4 separate regions of the Mus musculus genome follow, and regions 2, 3 and 4 are each linked to region 1. A link is a contact called in public HiCAR-type, HiChIP or PLAC-seq and Micro-C data. All regions are on one chromosome and are shown on one strand. Each heading gives the region's core, a stretch centred on a gene start, on an enhancer-like site or on the middle of the called end of the contact. The rest is flanking DNA. Distances are from core to core; before and after follow the strand shown.

What was found. Hi-C and Micro-C count contacts between places; a contact is called where the count stands out from the background. HiCAR-type assays count read pairs that join an accessible place to other places. HiChIP or PLAC-seq counts read pairs in DNA pulled down with a chosen protein or histone mark.
Region 2: an H3K27ac HiChIP or PLAC-seq map of thymic regulatory T cells shows a contact between it and region 1, with 12 times the contacts expected there. The contact joins the promoter of Paxip1 here to the promoter of Lmbr1 in region 1. A contact is called at or near these places in 4 of 39 promoter capture datasets (embryonic stem cells, hippocampal neurons, liver and 1 more), 2 of 484 Hi-C or Micro-C datasets (CD4 T cells and uterus) and 6 of 115 datasets of contacts at active chromatin or transcription factors (astrocytes, embryonic midbrain, embryonic stem cells and 3 more).
Region 3: a Micro-C map of embryonic stem cells shows a contact between it and region 1, with 6 times the contacts expected there. The contact joins the promoter of Htr5a here to the promoter of Lmbr1 in region 1. A contact is called at or near these places in 2 of 39 promoter capture datasets (embryonic stem cells and hippocampal neurons) and 1 of 484 Hi-C or Micro-C datasets (embryonic stem cells).
Region 4: a contact with region 1 is called in a HiCAR-type map of astrocytes, with 6 times the contacts expected there. The contact joins the promoter of Rbm33 here to the promoter of Lmbr1 in region 1. A contact is called at or near these places in 18 of 39 promoter capture datasets (the 3T3-L1 cell line, 3T3-L1-derived adipocytes, the HPC-7 cell line and 12 more), 1 of 484 Hi-C or Micro-C datasets (embryonic stem cells), 13 of 115 datasets of contacts at active chromatin or transcription factors (astrocytes, cardiomyocytes, embryonic forebrain and 8 more) and 2 of 9 other capture datasets (adipose tissue and macrophages).

What each region holds. Positions count from the first base shown.
Region 1 is chr5:29,376,540-29,380,173 of GRCm38.p6, reverse strand. It overlaps Lmbr1 (limb region 1), which reads left to right and starts at 1,784. Exons shown (of 17, transcript NM_020295.3): 1 at 1,784-2,047. The coding sequence starts at 1,982.
Region 2 is chr5:27,789,472-27,793,105 of GRCm38.p6, reverse strand. It overlaps Paxip1 (PAX interacting (with transcription-activation domain) protein 1), which reads left to right and starts at 1,556. Exons shown (of 21, transcript NM_018878.3): 1 at 1,556-1,907. The coding sequence starts at 1,827.
Region 3 is chr5:27,840,112-27,843,745 of GRCm38.p6, reverse strand. It overlaps Htr5a (5-hydroxytryptamine (serotonin) receptor 5A), which reads right to left and starts at 1,799. Exons shown (of 2, transcript NM_008314.2): 1 at 557-1,799. The coding sequence starts at 1,297.
Region 4 is chr5:28,315,486-28,319,119 of GRCm38.p6, reverse strand. Rbm33 (RNA binding motif protein 33) reads right to left here and starts at 1,931. Exons shown (of 19, transcript NM_028234.1): 1 at 1,710-1,931. The coding sequence starts at 1,752. It overlaps Gm35602 (a long non-coding RNA gene), which reads left to right and starts at 2,033. Exons shown (of 5, transcript XR_003955879.1): 1 at 2,033-2,626.

The DNA of each region.
Region 1 (3,634 bases), core at 535-3,034:
AGACCAATCAGTTTAAAGGGTGCACTGTTCTGCCAATCATATTGTGCCTAGTTGCTGATGCTCTGTTCTGCCCCTGGAAACCATATAAAAAGTCGCTGAACTAGTGCTGGGGGTCGTCACCTCTCCTTCGGGTCTGGGACGATCCCAGTGCACTGGAACAATAAATTCCGATTGCGCCAGGTGTGGTGGCGCATGCCTTTGGTCCCAGCACTCAGGAGGCAGAGGCAGGCGGATTTCTGAGTTCGAGGCCAGCCTGGTCTACAGAGTGAGTTCCAGGACATCCAAGGCTACACAGAGAAACCCTGTCTCGAAAAACAAACAAACAAAATAAATAAATAAATTCCACGTGGTTCACTCAGGGGGTCCTCGGTAAGCTAAGGCTCCCTGGAGTCTTACAGTGCTTGGCAGGGGAGTGGTGTCCATTTTTGAAGTTGGTTATCTTGGCTAAGTTTAAAAGTGCCAAAGAAAATGAAACAAATAAAACTGAATGAAAGCTGGGTAAGCTTCCATGAATAGCCCTGCAACAGAAATGTAAGGGTTTAAATGGTTGCAGTATTCAATTGGAAAGATGTGAAATACTTTCTGGAATATCTGCCCCAGAGCTACACACCTCAAAAGCTGATGTGTTTATCCTTTGATTTGGACAGATTAGCCCAGGAATCATCCAGATCAGTTCAGGTGGGTATTTAACCTAGCTCCCAGAACGCGGTTGTCCAGGAAAAAGGTCTTTTTCCTTGTTCTTTAGGGCTGAGACATTTAAAGACACGTCAAAGGCAAACTGGTTTGAATTCAGACACGTTGTTGCTGACTGATGAGCCTGCTGTATCGGGAACACACGCTGGGAGCAAGACTCAGGTTCCCCAGGCTCTTCTACCAAATGAACCCAGAATCAAAATTGCAAATAATCCTTTTAATTCCAGCTGTTTTGGCCCAGGCCTTTAATCATGACTCCCCGGAAGCAGAGGCAGTCGGATCTCTTGAGTTTCAGGACAACCAGGACTGCATAGAGAACCCTGTCTAGAAAATCCAAATCAACCAACCAAATACTCCTTTAAATTCCAATTTTAAAACAAAAATTGCATAATGAAGGGAAATGGCTGTGTTGGCATACTTAGTCGTGCCTCATATCAAGGGCGTTGTTTAAGGCCTACAGAGGATCATTAACCATCAGAGCCCATCTTCAGACCTGGGGGCCCTAGGCTATCTCAGTTCTCCAGGACAGCGGCTCTCCTATCTCCGCAGAGGCAGAAGGACTTCAGAGTGCTAAGCTGCAACGGCTTTCCCGCTTTGCACTTGCTTGGGAGAGAAATTTTCCGTAGTAGGCCCTAGGTCTTTAAGGTTGGTCGAGCCCAGTGCTAAACTCAGATTCTGAGAACAAGGGTGGAGCAAGGCGTGATCCAAAAGCCCCGGGGTGATCCAAAAGCTTCAATAAACAAGTGAGGGCGGGTGCACCTGTGCCCGGATCTCCAAATCCCGTTCGCACCAGGGCTTCCGCCTCTAGACCTCATCCCCTGCCTGGAGCTTCGGCCCGCCCTTACTCTGGGCAATGACTAACAAGGCTGGACCACAACACTTCAGGCCCAGCTCCGAGATTTATGTCCTGCTGCAGCACGCGTCAGAAGGCCACTTCAGTCCAGGACCCTAAAAACCCCGCCCCCGTTCCTCCAGTCTCTCTCCAAGGCGCCTAGCGACCTTCGGCCCAGCGCCCCACGCGCAGAGGCGCTCTTCTCTGACGTACGGCGCTCTCAGAGTGACGCACAAGTCCCGCCCCGACCTCAAGCCCCGCCCAGGCTGTGGCCATTCCCCGCCTCTTGTATCTTGAACCGCTTCTCCCTGAGCTCAGGCGGCGTTTTCCGATCCTGCTGCGGTCTAGGTGGCGTTTCTGTCCGGCCACGAGAGACTGTATAGCCCCGCCGCCCGCGGGCAATGGTGCGGCGGAGCGCGCAGACGCGGGCGGCCCTGCGGTGGGTATGAAAGGAGGATGGAAGGGCAGGACGAGGTGTCGGCGCGGGAGCAGCACTTCCACAGCCAAGTGCGAGAGTCCACGGTGCGTGGTCGGGCGGTTCCCTGGTGCTGCGCCGCGCGTTGGACCCAGGAGCGCAGCGTAGACCAGCACGGTCCCATAGTTTCTTCCCGGACCCTTCACGCATGTTGGCCTTCCAGCACCCCACTGGGTCTGCTGCAGACTGACTCCGACGCCCCGCATCACTTGAGACCCGTTCACCTGCTCCCCATCTTCTCACCTCTGTCACCTCCTGCTCTGTCACCCTACTGCTCTCTCCTCTTGTAGGTCTCCCTCGCGCCACCAGCGTTCTCTCCCCTCCTTTCTGTCCTCTCCTTACCTATGTTCCCTCCCCTTCATTCTAACTTCCTATCTTTCTCCTGTCACCTTTATACCCACCCACCACCCCGTACCTATGTCTTCCTTCCGCTGCGTCACCTGTGCTCCTCCCTTTCCCTGAGCTCCCTCCTATCATTTCTGCCCGCTTCCAGTCACCTGTGCCCACCTCTGGTCACCTGAGTTCGGCTCTCCTCCCAACACTTGTAGCCCGTCATCATCGGACCTCCTCAGTCACCTACACTTAACCTGCGTCCATTTCTCCTATACTCTCCCTATGCGTCCATTCAACTCATCTGCACCTTTATCATCTGCTTCACCATCTTCACCTGAGTTTATCCCGCATCTCCTGCTAACTGAGGGTATAGGGTGATGGGTGGCTGCCTCTTTTCTTCTAGCCGGGCGTGGTACCTGGTATCTGGGCTGAGCTTGCTGTGGCTCAGCTGTAAGTACAGACACCTGGCTTCCCAAGCTTCCAGCCCTGCAGTGGCTCTGGCCTCCCACCCGCATCTCCCTATACTCACACCCTCTCTAAACCCCTCTATCCAGGACAGAGTTAAAAACTTCCCGAGGAGTGTAGACAAGTCTTTCGTAGGAAGGGCGAGAGCAGGAACCTACAGTGCTGTCAAACAACTGCTCTGGAAAGGATGGACCCCTTTCATCCTGCTGTTTCTAGCAGGTCAGGAAGCCAGCTTGGCTCCCTAAGGTCTCTTTTGATGAGTGCCTTTCAGGATGCCCTACACTATTGTAAAAGAATTAGTTTGTGTCCCCATAACTCTGCAAAGTATGTTCAAGTTACATATTTGCATTCACCTCTCTTCTAGTTCACGTTCCCCTCTCAGTCACACCCTTGGTTTGAGGGAAACATTCTGGTTCAGTTTGTGCAGTTACTGATTTTGAAAACTGAGAACTGGCTTGCCGAGTCATACTGAAGTAAGAGGAGATGCATTAAATCTGAGTTGATAGAGTTTAGTACAATGTAGTTGGTTAATTTTTATTTTTATTACTTCTTTGATTATTTCATACAATGTATTTTGAGCACATTCATCCCTCCCCAGCCCCTCCCGGACCTCTCTCCACATTCCCAACTTCATGACTTTTTTTTTTTTAAACCATTTGAATCAAATTTGTGCTGCCTTTCCATGCTTGGGTGTGTGGGCATTTATCGGAGGTTATGGTTGACCTATGAGTAGCGCACTTTAAAAAAAAAACTGACTCTTTTTTAGCAGCTGTCAGTTGTCAATAACTCCTCAGATAGGGGTGGGTCTTCATGTTTACTTCTTTCTTCATACTGAG
Region 2 (3,634 bases), core at 307-2,806, 1.6 Mb after region 1:
ATAAGAAAATACTATCTCAATCATCTCCTTTGGTTTCTCATGGCAGAGGGGACTGTACTCCCATTACTGTGTTTTCTAGTTTCACATTCACTTTTTGCCTGTGCTTGTAGTACCCAGTGCTTGTAATAGTCTCAGACACCAGAAGGGTATTGGAGCTCCTGGAACTGAAGTTATAGGTGGCTGTGAACATCCGTGTGGATGTCAGGAATCAAATCTGGGTCCTTTGCTAGAGCAGTAAATGATCCTAATTGCCAAGCCATTTGTTTTTAACCTAACTGAACTCAGTTTATCCAACTTAAACAGGGTGCTTATTTTCTGATCGCTGTAAAACAAAATGGCTCTGCTCTGAGTTCGTTTGAGACTATAAGAACATCAACACCCGGGGGGGAGGGGGGGGCGCTGGGGAGATGGCTCAGCGGTTAAGAGCACTGACTGCTCTTCCAAAGGCCGAGTTCAAATCCCAGAAACCACAAGGTACAAGGTGGCTCACAACCATCAGTAATGAGATCTGATGCCCTCTTCTGATGTGTCTACAGTGTACGTACATATTATAATAATAAATACATCTTAAAAAAAAAAAAGAACAACACTCTATCTGCATGAAGGTCACAGAAAACACAAAACTTGATTAAAGAGCAGTATCACGAGTTGCGGGACTTGTCATTCTGCGAGCGCCCCACAGCAGTTTCAGCTTGTCATTGTTTCCTGTAACTTTACACATCCATATTTAATATAATTATCTGCTAAGATAATTTTTATAGATTTTGCTGTTTACCTTTAAAAACTATGTTGACCGAGGGTTGGACGGCTCAGCAGTTCAGAACACTTGGTTCTCTTGCAGCATCTCCAAATTTGGTTCCCAACACCCACGTGTCGTGTAACTTCAGTTCCAGGGGATCCTGAAGCCACCTTCTGACTGTTGTGGGCACCAGACACTCACAGGGTGCAGATACATACATGCAGGGAAAACTCCAATACACGTAGAAAAATGTACATTTATTTAGAGAGTGTGTGTGTAATGTGTGTACGTGTGTGCGCAACAGTGTGCTTGTGGAGGCCAGAGAACAACTTGCTGGAGCCGGTTCTTGCTTGCCATCACGTGTGTCCCAGGGATCGAACTCAGATTGGCGGCAGATGTCTGCCTGCTGAGCTATGTCGCCGGCTCCTACTTTGCTCTTAACCTGCCTCATCGAAGATCAGTTCCCCGCCAACTACCTCAGTAGATGCGGAAGGGGCAGACGAAGGAAAGTAACCATTAGCCAGGGTCTGCCTGACTCTGGGCCGGATCGCGTGCTGTCCAACAGCAGCGCTGGCGACAGCTGAAGAGCGAACGCTGGATTGTTCAGGTCCCCTTCCGTGCCGAGGCTCCGCCTCCTTGGCGCATGCGCTGTCAGGTGGCCGCACGGGGTGACGGGAGTCCCGCCCAGGACCCGCCCCCTGGCTAGTCCACTGCGGCCATGTGAGGGAAATAGTCTCTCTGTGTCCTCGGTTCTCGGTCGTGAAAACTCGGCCGGGACAAGGCTGCCATGTGCCGTACGAACTATTGTAGACCATCAGCACTGATGCCCGAAGCGGTGGTGTAAGGAGCGCTGTGCGGCGCGCAAGGCGGGAGGGTCCCACATACTCCCCTGCCGAGCTGGTGTGGTGGTACGTGCCTCAGGGCGCGCACGGCTCCCGCGCTCCGGGCCTCGGACGGGCGGGGGCGCGGGTCCGAGTGCAGCTGCGGCTGCGGGCCGGGCTGTGCCGCCGGGCAGTAGGCAGAGCTACGACGCTGGGCGCGGCGGGCCGGGTGACGCGGGGCCGGGCGCCGCCGCGCCGCCGCGATCATGTCGGAGCCGGCGCCCGAAGTTCCAGAGGAGCTATTCCGCGAGGTCAAGTACTACGCGGTGGGCGACATCGACCCGCAGGTACCGCCCGCGCGGGGCCCCTCTGCCGGGCCATTCCCCCCGCACGCCCCCGCCTCGTCGCGCGCGCGCCCTGCAGGACCCCAGGCCGGAGCCGCGGGGCACGCCGGGCAGCGAAGGGCCGCGGGAAGGGCCTCGCGAGCACCGACCTAGCGCAGCGGCCGGCCGAGCATCTTGCCGGGGCCCTGCTGAGCGTGTCCCTTGCCAAGGGGCCTGTCCTCCCGGCCCCTGATTTTTCCCTTAGGGTGGATTGTACGGTAGGTATGGAAGGTACCCTTGCTTACACGGTCACCGTGATTCGTGCGTGTGATCGTGGGTCTGAATCCATCCACAGGACAGTGGCTGTGATCGTGGTATCTTCAGGACAGTGCCCCAAACATTTCTTTTCTAAACTATGCTTACAGTTGTGTCGCCTTCGGTGTCTGGTAATGTAAGCTAAACGGGTCCTAAGGAAGGAATTGTCCAAGAGCCACTGAGCTTGGCTTTCCAGAGACTCATACTTGTATCCTAGTAACCAAAGTCCGTTGGGTCTTCGGTTGTGTGATCAGTGATTGTAGCTGACTTTTTCTAGTACCGATCACCCCACTACTACCACCACATTTCTTCTTTTACCCTTTCTTGTTCTTCGTTTTAGGACTTTTGCTCTTATAAGGGCCTTGGACTAAATGTCACTTAAAACCAAGAACACATTGAGCTGCGCTGTTTGCCCAACTATGTGTGAAATCTGAGTGCTTTAAAAAAATCCCCCTTGTAAGCCCTTGTATTCTGAAATAGTGCCTTCTTTAAAAGGTTTAGAGCCAGGGCACCCATTCTTTAAGTTTTGTAATACAGATTGAGGAAGCTCACAGGTGGTGAGCACCCCAGTACAGTCTGGGCATCGGGCCTGGTACACGGAGTGCCGTAGAAGAGTGCCCTTGAATACTGAGTCCTACAAATACAACAGGTGGAGGTGCTGGAGGTGTTGAGTGTTAAACGGATATTGAGTCCAAGAAGTTGTTTGTGTGGAGTGCGTGTGCTAGGCATTAAAGGCATTTGTGTATACTTGGCCCGAGTCCTGACGGTCACTGGGCATAGTTACAGTGTGGCTCCTGTGAGATGGAATTAGTAATGCGCAGTTTGAGGAGGTTTGAGTGTCCTTGCGAATACAGAGAAAAGATGGACAGCGCAGTCAGACTTGTTTCTGGAAATTTGTCATGAAGAGAAAGCCCTGGGACCTGAGAAGGCGAGGCCAGGGAGGGCTTGCTGTGTTCATGTTTCTGAGTGATGCGAGGCTAAAGCCGGTGGATGAAGTCTGTGTATGAAGGTAAAGTTACTTGGTCCAGGGAAGCCAGCTCGTGGCTGGGGACTGTCGGTTTTCCATGCAGTGGGTACAGACCTCCTCGGCTGCTCCAGTTCTGAGATGGTGCTTGCAGACTATTCGAGACTGCATTGCTTTCAGCTCTTCCTTGACTCCGGCCTGCACACCACTGTCAAGTTGTTCTCCTCTGATGCCTGGTGGCTGCCTCGTTGACTCTCAGAACTTTGACTCCCATCTGCAATAGGTTATCTCTGGAGAGCCACATTCCTCTCTCAATGTGACCGAGAGACTCTCACCAGATCACACAGGACCAAAAGTAGTGTGCCCACACTGAAACCCAGCAGTGCCTCTTCCTCTCTCTGCTTCCAGTCAATCCCTCCGAGAGATGCCCGCATTTCCATTTCGGCTTTTCTGCTGTGCTTACACCTTGTCT
Region 3 (3,634 bases), core at 550-3,049, 1.5 Mb after region 1:
GTTGTCTTTAATCTTATGGTGTGTGTGTGGGGGGGGGGGTGGCATTACTAGGACACTGAAGAATGAAGAAGGACAGCAACCCAGAAATTATAGTTTGCAAGACAGCCTAGAAAACAACACAAATGGTATGCCTGCTATGTGGCACTCATCCTGTCAATCATTCTAATCTTCCCTCCTCCGAACACCCATGCAGAAAACTGCATGTTTGTTTGTTTTTCCTGAGTTACTGAGCCAGTGTCTCCAAGACACCAGCTTTCCCAGGTACTGCCCATCCACAGGACTTTAGTACCAAAGTGGACCAGGTAGAATGTGGATGGCAAACCCCTCATTTTTCAAGAAAGAAAACAATCCCCCAGACATTCAGTATGGGAGGGCCTCTGTAATTCAGTGCTTAGAGCAAAGGGAGTCTCTGGCTCTTGAGCCCCCCCTTCCTCCCTCATCTACCTCTCCCCAAACTGGAGAGTTTTACCTTCCACAGACATAAGGTGAAGTGCGCTGCAAGAAAAGCCTGTGAGATACAAGTGACGTATTTTCTAACGATCCTTATAGCACCCACCTCCACAGCTTCGGGTACGGGGGAGACGCTGTTGGTCTTCCTGGAGCCCATGCGGAATTTCGCCGCCCTGTAAATTTTCCAGTACACAAAGAGCACCACGCACAGCGGCAGGTAGAAGGCACCCACGGTGGAGAACACGGTGTAGGAAGGCTCGCGACTGACTTGGCATTCCTCACTGGGCTCAGAATAAGTCTCTCCCCAGCCAAATAGCAGTGGAGCCAGAGAGATGACAGTGGAGAGTGCCCAGGTGAGCAGGATCATCACATTGGAGACACGCTTGCGGGTACGGAGTGTGTACTCCAGGTGGCGCGTGATTGACCAGTAGCGGTCCAGAGCTATTGCTGTCACATTCCAGATGCTGGCAGTACAGCAGAGCACGTCACATGCGATCCACAGCTGGCATAGACGCCGGCCCAGCTGCCAGCGGCGCCCAGACAGCTCATGTACCAGGCTCAGTGGCATAACCAGCACAGCCACTAGCACATCCGAGATGGCCATGGAAGCTACCAGGTTGTGTGGTACTCGGTGGAAGGTGCGTACCTTGAGGATGGTAGCCAGCACCAGCAGGTTCCAAGTGAATGTGGCCGCAGCTAGAAAGCCCAACAAAGTCAGGACTAGCACTCGGAAAGCTGAGAGAAAAGGCCGACTAGGGCGCAGGACTTCCGTGTCCAAGCTGCGGTTAGGTTCCAAAGAGGAGGGAGTAGAGAGAGAAAAGGAGGTCAAGTTTACAGGCAGATCCATTGCTGTCCCAGGACACCTGTGTTTAGACTGTGTTGCCACCGAGCCCACTGAAGTCAATCTAGATGTTTGCGACCGATGGCCAATGGAGAGGATTTTGCTAAGAGCCAAGAACCTGGCCTCAGTCTCCACCCAGTCAGAGTCCGGAGGAAATTGTAGCAGAGAGGAGGGTGCTGGGCTACAAGCAGCGCAGCCCAGGTATCCTTAGAGATATGGAAAGCGGACTCAAGGGGCTGAATCTAGAAGCCAGGGCCCGCCTTTGCTATCACATGCCTGCTGTTCCTCACCTAGGCGGAGACTGTTGTCTGGTCGCCTGCAGCAGAGCATCCTTGAGGTCGGCCCCCGCCCAGTGCAGGGTGGATGCCCAGAACTCAGCTAGTGCGTCAGAACAGTCGCTGGTCCAGGGTTGCTCCTTGCCCACCTCCCCCCTCTCCCGGCAGTGGCTCCGAGGGGTGGGGGTTGGGGACTGGAAGCCACGTAGATACCTGCTTTCTGGAGATGGCCTTCTGCCCTGTCCTGATCTCTCTCCACCGTGCCTGAGGCTGCTGCTCCGAGAGGGCACGCTGGCGCGCCCACCCAGACCTGCTTTAGCAAAGTGGGGCTCCCGCACTACGTAAGGCATCAGCTGATGAAGCCGCCTCTCTCCACCCGGCTCTCTGCATGGGAGTATTCAGCACTGGCTTTGTGTGCAGCTCAGTGCTTGGCGCTGTCCACGGTGCCGCTGCCTATACCAGCACGCAGCTTGGTGTCTATCCACAGTCCCATCGCTCTTTACCACTGGGTCAGTGGCCGGGAATTAATTAGTAAACTTTCCTAAACCCTTCTTCCAGCACTCATGCTCCCTCTGAAGGTGATTTTGAGACTTCGAGCCATTTGCTTGAAGTACAGGTGTCCTGGGTTAGGCTAACTAACCAACCAACTAACCAACTAACTTCCTAACAGCCTACTGTTGTTCCCTTCCAGGTTTCCGTATGTGGTTGCCTCCTAACTCGGAGAGCTCGGTGGCCTCACTTAAAGAGTTGTTTGTTTTAAAGGAGAAAGATTGATGACTGTTGGAGATAGGGTGCTTGTTTCCTGAGCTTAGAAAGAGGCTTACAGGAGCCTCTCTAGTGACTCTACAGAAGTTTCTATGGAAAAGAAGCTGGAGGGAATGGCTCAGCCATTAAGATCATTGGCTTCCCTTGCTGAGAACCTGCTTTGGTTCGCAGGACTGACTCACACAGTGGCCCACAACTGGCTGTAACTCCATGTCCAGGGGATATGACACCTTATTCTGGCTTCCACAGGCACCATGTACACATACAAGCATGTAAACATACACATACAACAAAAACAAACCCTAAAGAAAAAAAAGAGAAAATCTCTACGGCACTTGAAATGCTTGAAACATGCTTGAAAAGTATTGAGACAGTCATGATGGTTCAGCCCTTAATCCTAGCACTTGAGCTTGGGGCCGGTGGAGCTCTGCAAGGTCAGGGCCAGCCAGGGCTACATAGTGAGACTCCGACTCAAAAAATAAATGAAATAAAATTTAAAAAAATTACCCATGCATGCTTGTAAAACTATCAAAAGGTCTGACCTAGGAGTTTTCTTTGTTTCAGTGTAAGAGTTGAGGCCCAGAGCTTTGCACATACTAGGCAAAGAACACTGTCATTGAGCTACAGCCCCAGCCCTCAAGGAGAGAAGCAACTGCAGAAAGCTGTCTCTCTGCATGTGCACTATGGCTTATGACACCCACATACACACAGTACACACAGGAGCTTGTGTGTGTGCATAATAATAATAGTAATACATAAATAAGAGGATATGGTAGTACACATCTGTCATCTCAGCACTGTGGGCTAGAGATGGGCAGGTCTCTGAAGTGTACTGGTTGTCCTGGCCTAGCTGGAGAGTTCCAGGCCAATGACATAAAATAATGTGGACAGTGCCTACAAAATGATCACAGAAGTTGCCTTCTCTCTCTCTCTCTCTCTCTCTCTCTCTCTCTCTCTCTCTCTCTCTCACACACACACACACACACACACACACACACACACACACACACACACACAATTAGCCATTGACCCTTGGTAGCCCCATCACCTTTCACTGGATTTTCTTGGATCAAATTTTTCTGCAACAATACTAAGGTAATATTTGCTTTTTAAAAATGTTAATAGCCATGTTGGTGGTATAAATGTGGGACATGCTTCTGTTAAGGAGTGCTATGTACATACTTACATATGTGTTGGCTAGAACTGGAAGTATTTTAAAATAAATAACAATGTTTTCCTTAAAAGAATTATGGACAGATAAGCTACCATTTTTCACACTTGCATATACAGCAGATATTTTCTT
Region 4 (3,634 bases), core at 682-3,181, 1.1 Mb after region 1:
AGGGAGGGAGGGAGGGAGGGAAAGGGAAAGAAGGAAAAAGAAAAGGAGGAAGGGGGCAGTTTTACTGGCGAGTTTTACAAAGACAGGTTGAAGGAGAGAACAAGCCAGAAAATGAGAAGAAGCCAGAAGATTAGAAAAGGTTGCTAGAGTTGGTGTGAGGCCAAACAGAGCAATCCAGGAGAAGCCATCCCAGAGAAGCCAGATCGATCAGCTTGAGAAGAGCTTGAGCCAAAACAGCTAAGTTGAACCAGCCAGGGTTCAGAAAGAACTAGAAAGGGTGAACTTACCCAACAGTAAGCCTCAGAGATGACCAACTACCAATAGGAGTGTAACCCCTTCAAGGCAGGAACAGTGTACTGCACATGGGCTGAAGAGGTCCAGCAGTTCCAGGACTGCAGAGCTGCTGAGCACCAAGGTGAATATTCAAAAGAACTTGCCTACTTTCCCAAGGAGTTTGGATTAAGTCTAAGCAATGGAAATGCTGACAAGATATTAAGATGGAAGAAAAATTCCAAACTTCCAAAAAGGCAATCTAGCCTTCTAAAATTACAACCCTCAAACTTTCTGGCTAAAAACTAATATACAGCCCTCAAGTTTTATTTGTGTGGATATTTATCAGTTTTTACTATTAAAGTTTTAAATGAGAAACTTAAAAGATCATAAAAGCGCATAGTCCCCAAGCCATCCATGTCAAGTCTTCACATGCCACACAGCCTCTGGAAAACCAAACCACACTAGTGAGAAAAAATGGAAAATGAAAATATCATCTTCATCTTTTAAAAACAGCTTTGACCCAAGGGCTCCCATAACACTGAGACTCACATATAAAACCTTAAGTTTTTACCTTCTCTAATCAGGTAGAGTAGACAAAATGTATTTTAAGCATTTAACTAGAAAGCCTCGAATCTGCATGTTAAAAAAAAAAAAATCATCTATGTAAGCTGGCAGTGACATATACCATACCACATCCTGCCAGAAATGGCATTCTGGATGTAGTCTCTGCCGTTTGGGTTTTTTGTTTTGAGGTCAGAACTCCTAAGCAGGGTTGTTTAACATGCCCACCCCAACCCCCAATCTGTAAGTAAGCATCACTAACACCTCTGGAATATGTAGAATAGTTCAAGTGTCTATAGCCAGAACTAGCTGGCAAATGCTTTTGTTGTCCACATTTTACCGTGAGGGTCTTTTATCCAAGTCCTGAAACGTCATTTTTTTTATTGTTCCACATCTTTAAAAAAAAAAAAAAAAAAAAAAACCCTCGTTCAACAAAACGTGGTTTTACTTATAACTGGCTAGTCTTTCCATATCGTTTACGATTGCGAAATGAAAATACTCAAACAACTGGTTCAGTAACCAACCCTTTGTACACGGTCTTCATCCCTTTCAAGCATACTGCCAAACACAAGTTTTCCTTAGATGATAATAGGTTTATTTAAAGCACCCTAATAAACCGCAAAATTCTTTTTACACTGAGTAGGCTGCTTGCCGCTGCCCAGGGCGCATCTTCCAAGAAGACTGGAAGTCGCCAGGGCCCCCCGACCCCGTCGCGGGGCCGCCGCCGACCTCGCGTCGCCGCCTCGGGCCTAACGCTCCGCGCTCCCGGCCTGAACGGCGGCGGCAAGCCCGGGGCGGCTCCGTCTGTGGCGGGGCAGCACGAAGGCCCTACATAAAGGGTGCCCGGTCTACGGCCCCCGCCGCGGCCCACGTACCTCCAGCGCCTGCTCCTCCGCCTGCGCCCAGGGCGGCCGCCATGGTGGTCCCCGGGCCCGGCCTTCAGCCGTCCCCCGAGCTCCTGGCAGGCCGACGGCTCTGGTGCGGGCCGGGGAGGCGGGGGAGCGGCGAGGGCCGGCGCCCGCGAGCGAGCAGAGGCGAGGCCCGCGCGTCGCGGTCCGCAGCGGACCCTCGCCTCCGCAGGAAGAAAACAACACTACGGCAACATGGCCGCGCCGCGGTGCACGCCGGGAGCAAGGCGGGCGGAAGAGCCAGGCGGCGGCGGGCGGACGCCTAAGGTCCCGGGTGCCTGAACGCCAGCGAGTGCCCGGCGGCGCGCGCTAGAAAGAGCAGCGCACAGACACAGTTTCGGCCGGGCTGGAAGGCCGAGGCTTCAGGCGGGAGGAGTGTGGACGGCCACACGCCGTAAAGTCGACATAAATCGCCTTGCAGCAGTAGGCGCGGCTGCGCTTTACGACGGCTGAGCCGCCGTGGCAAGTGGAGCCGAAGCGCGGCCGGAGACGCTAACGGCCGAGTCTGGCTACCGCGCCCCCAAGCTTGAGGCGCGCGAACGCTACATCGACGCACGCGCACTCGCGTTCGCGCGAGCTGGCGGAAAGCCTCGCGCGTAGGGTCTTAGGAAAGGAGAGGAGGTGTGTGGCGGTGGCACTAGGTACCACGACCTCAAAGACGGACTCCAGAGCATCCTAAAGCAAGTCCCCAAGCCTGCGGCTTTGAGGACGAGGTTTCGGGCAAAAGCGAGCTGGGAAGGCGGAGGAGCCCCGCAGGTGGGCCCTTGGAGAGGCCCGGCATGGAGGCTGGTCGCCGCTCAGTGAGAATTCCAGACGCGGGCATCCACATTCCCGGAAAGTCTTAGGGAGCTAAAAGAATGTCTGCTGTGAAATTCAACTTTTAGGTGATTGAAATTTTTCCTCATAAAAAAAAAAAAAAATCCCTAAAATCCCTGCTTTATAATGTTCATTTAAGAAACAGAAGGAAAAAAAATTCCTTTTTTAAAAAATCGTCATGAAGTCATTGCCCAATAAAAGTAAGCCTGGCATGGAGCCTCACTGACTAACTAGATTTCTGTCAGAAAGCACATTAATTCATATCTAAACTGCTTGAACCCCTTGTCACCTTTTCCTAATTTTTACACTGTTCAGGATGGACTACCCAACTGAGAATATTTTCAAGATAATATCAGTGCTGGTCTTGAGAAAGACCTCTCAAAAATAGGTACAATGATAAAATTACTTCATAATACTTTATAACGTATTACACATGAAAAAAGACGTGCATCTCAATTATAGCAAATGAAGATTAAATTGCTCAAAGGCCACTGAATATCCACTTCGAATGAGTCAGGATTTCAACTCTATGTCTGCCTTGACTCAAATCTCATGTTCTAACATAGCTATGACCTTAAGAAAGTAGTTTTCTTAATTTCACCTAAAACTGAAATTCTCCAGGACAGGAAACTCTAAACATTCTGTACTGAAACATTCACTAGAAAAACATTTAACCTGTATGTAGGAACACCTAGTATTTAGAGATGTGATCACTTGCTGTGAGTACAGATTTAATCACCCCCTTTTCCTTATCACTACATACCACTTCAGTCAGCTCTCTAACTTCCTCTAGAAACCTGTTAAAGGCTCAGTGTCAACCAGGAAACCAAACTGCAACGCTTGTGGTGAAAATGGTTTCAGAGCACGGCTCAGCCCTTAAATACCTCACAGGAACCTCGCCCTCTGTGCTTTCCTAATTGAGGTTACTATCTAAACGTGAGGGTTTAAGAATGAACTCTCAGCCCGGCGTGGTGGCACACGCCTTTAATCCCAGCACTCGGGAGGCAGAGGCAGGCAGATTTCTGAGTTCAAGGCCAGCCTGGTCTACAAAGTGATTTCCAGGACAGCCAGGGCTA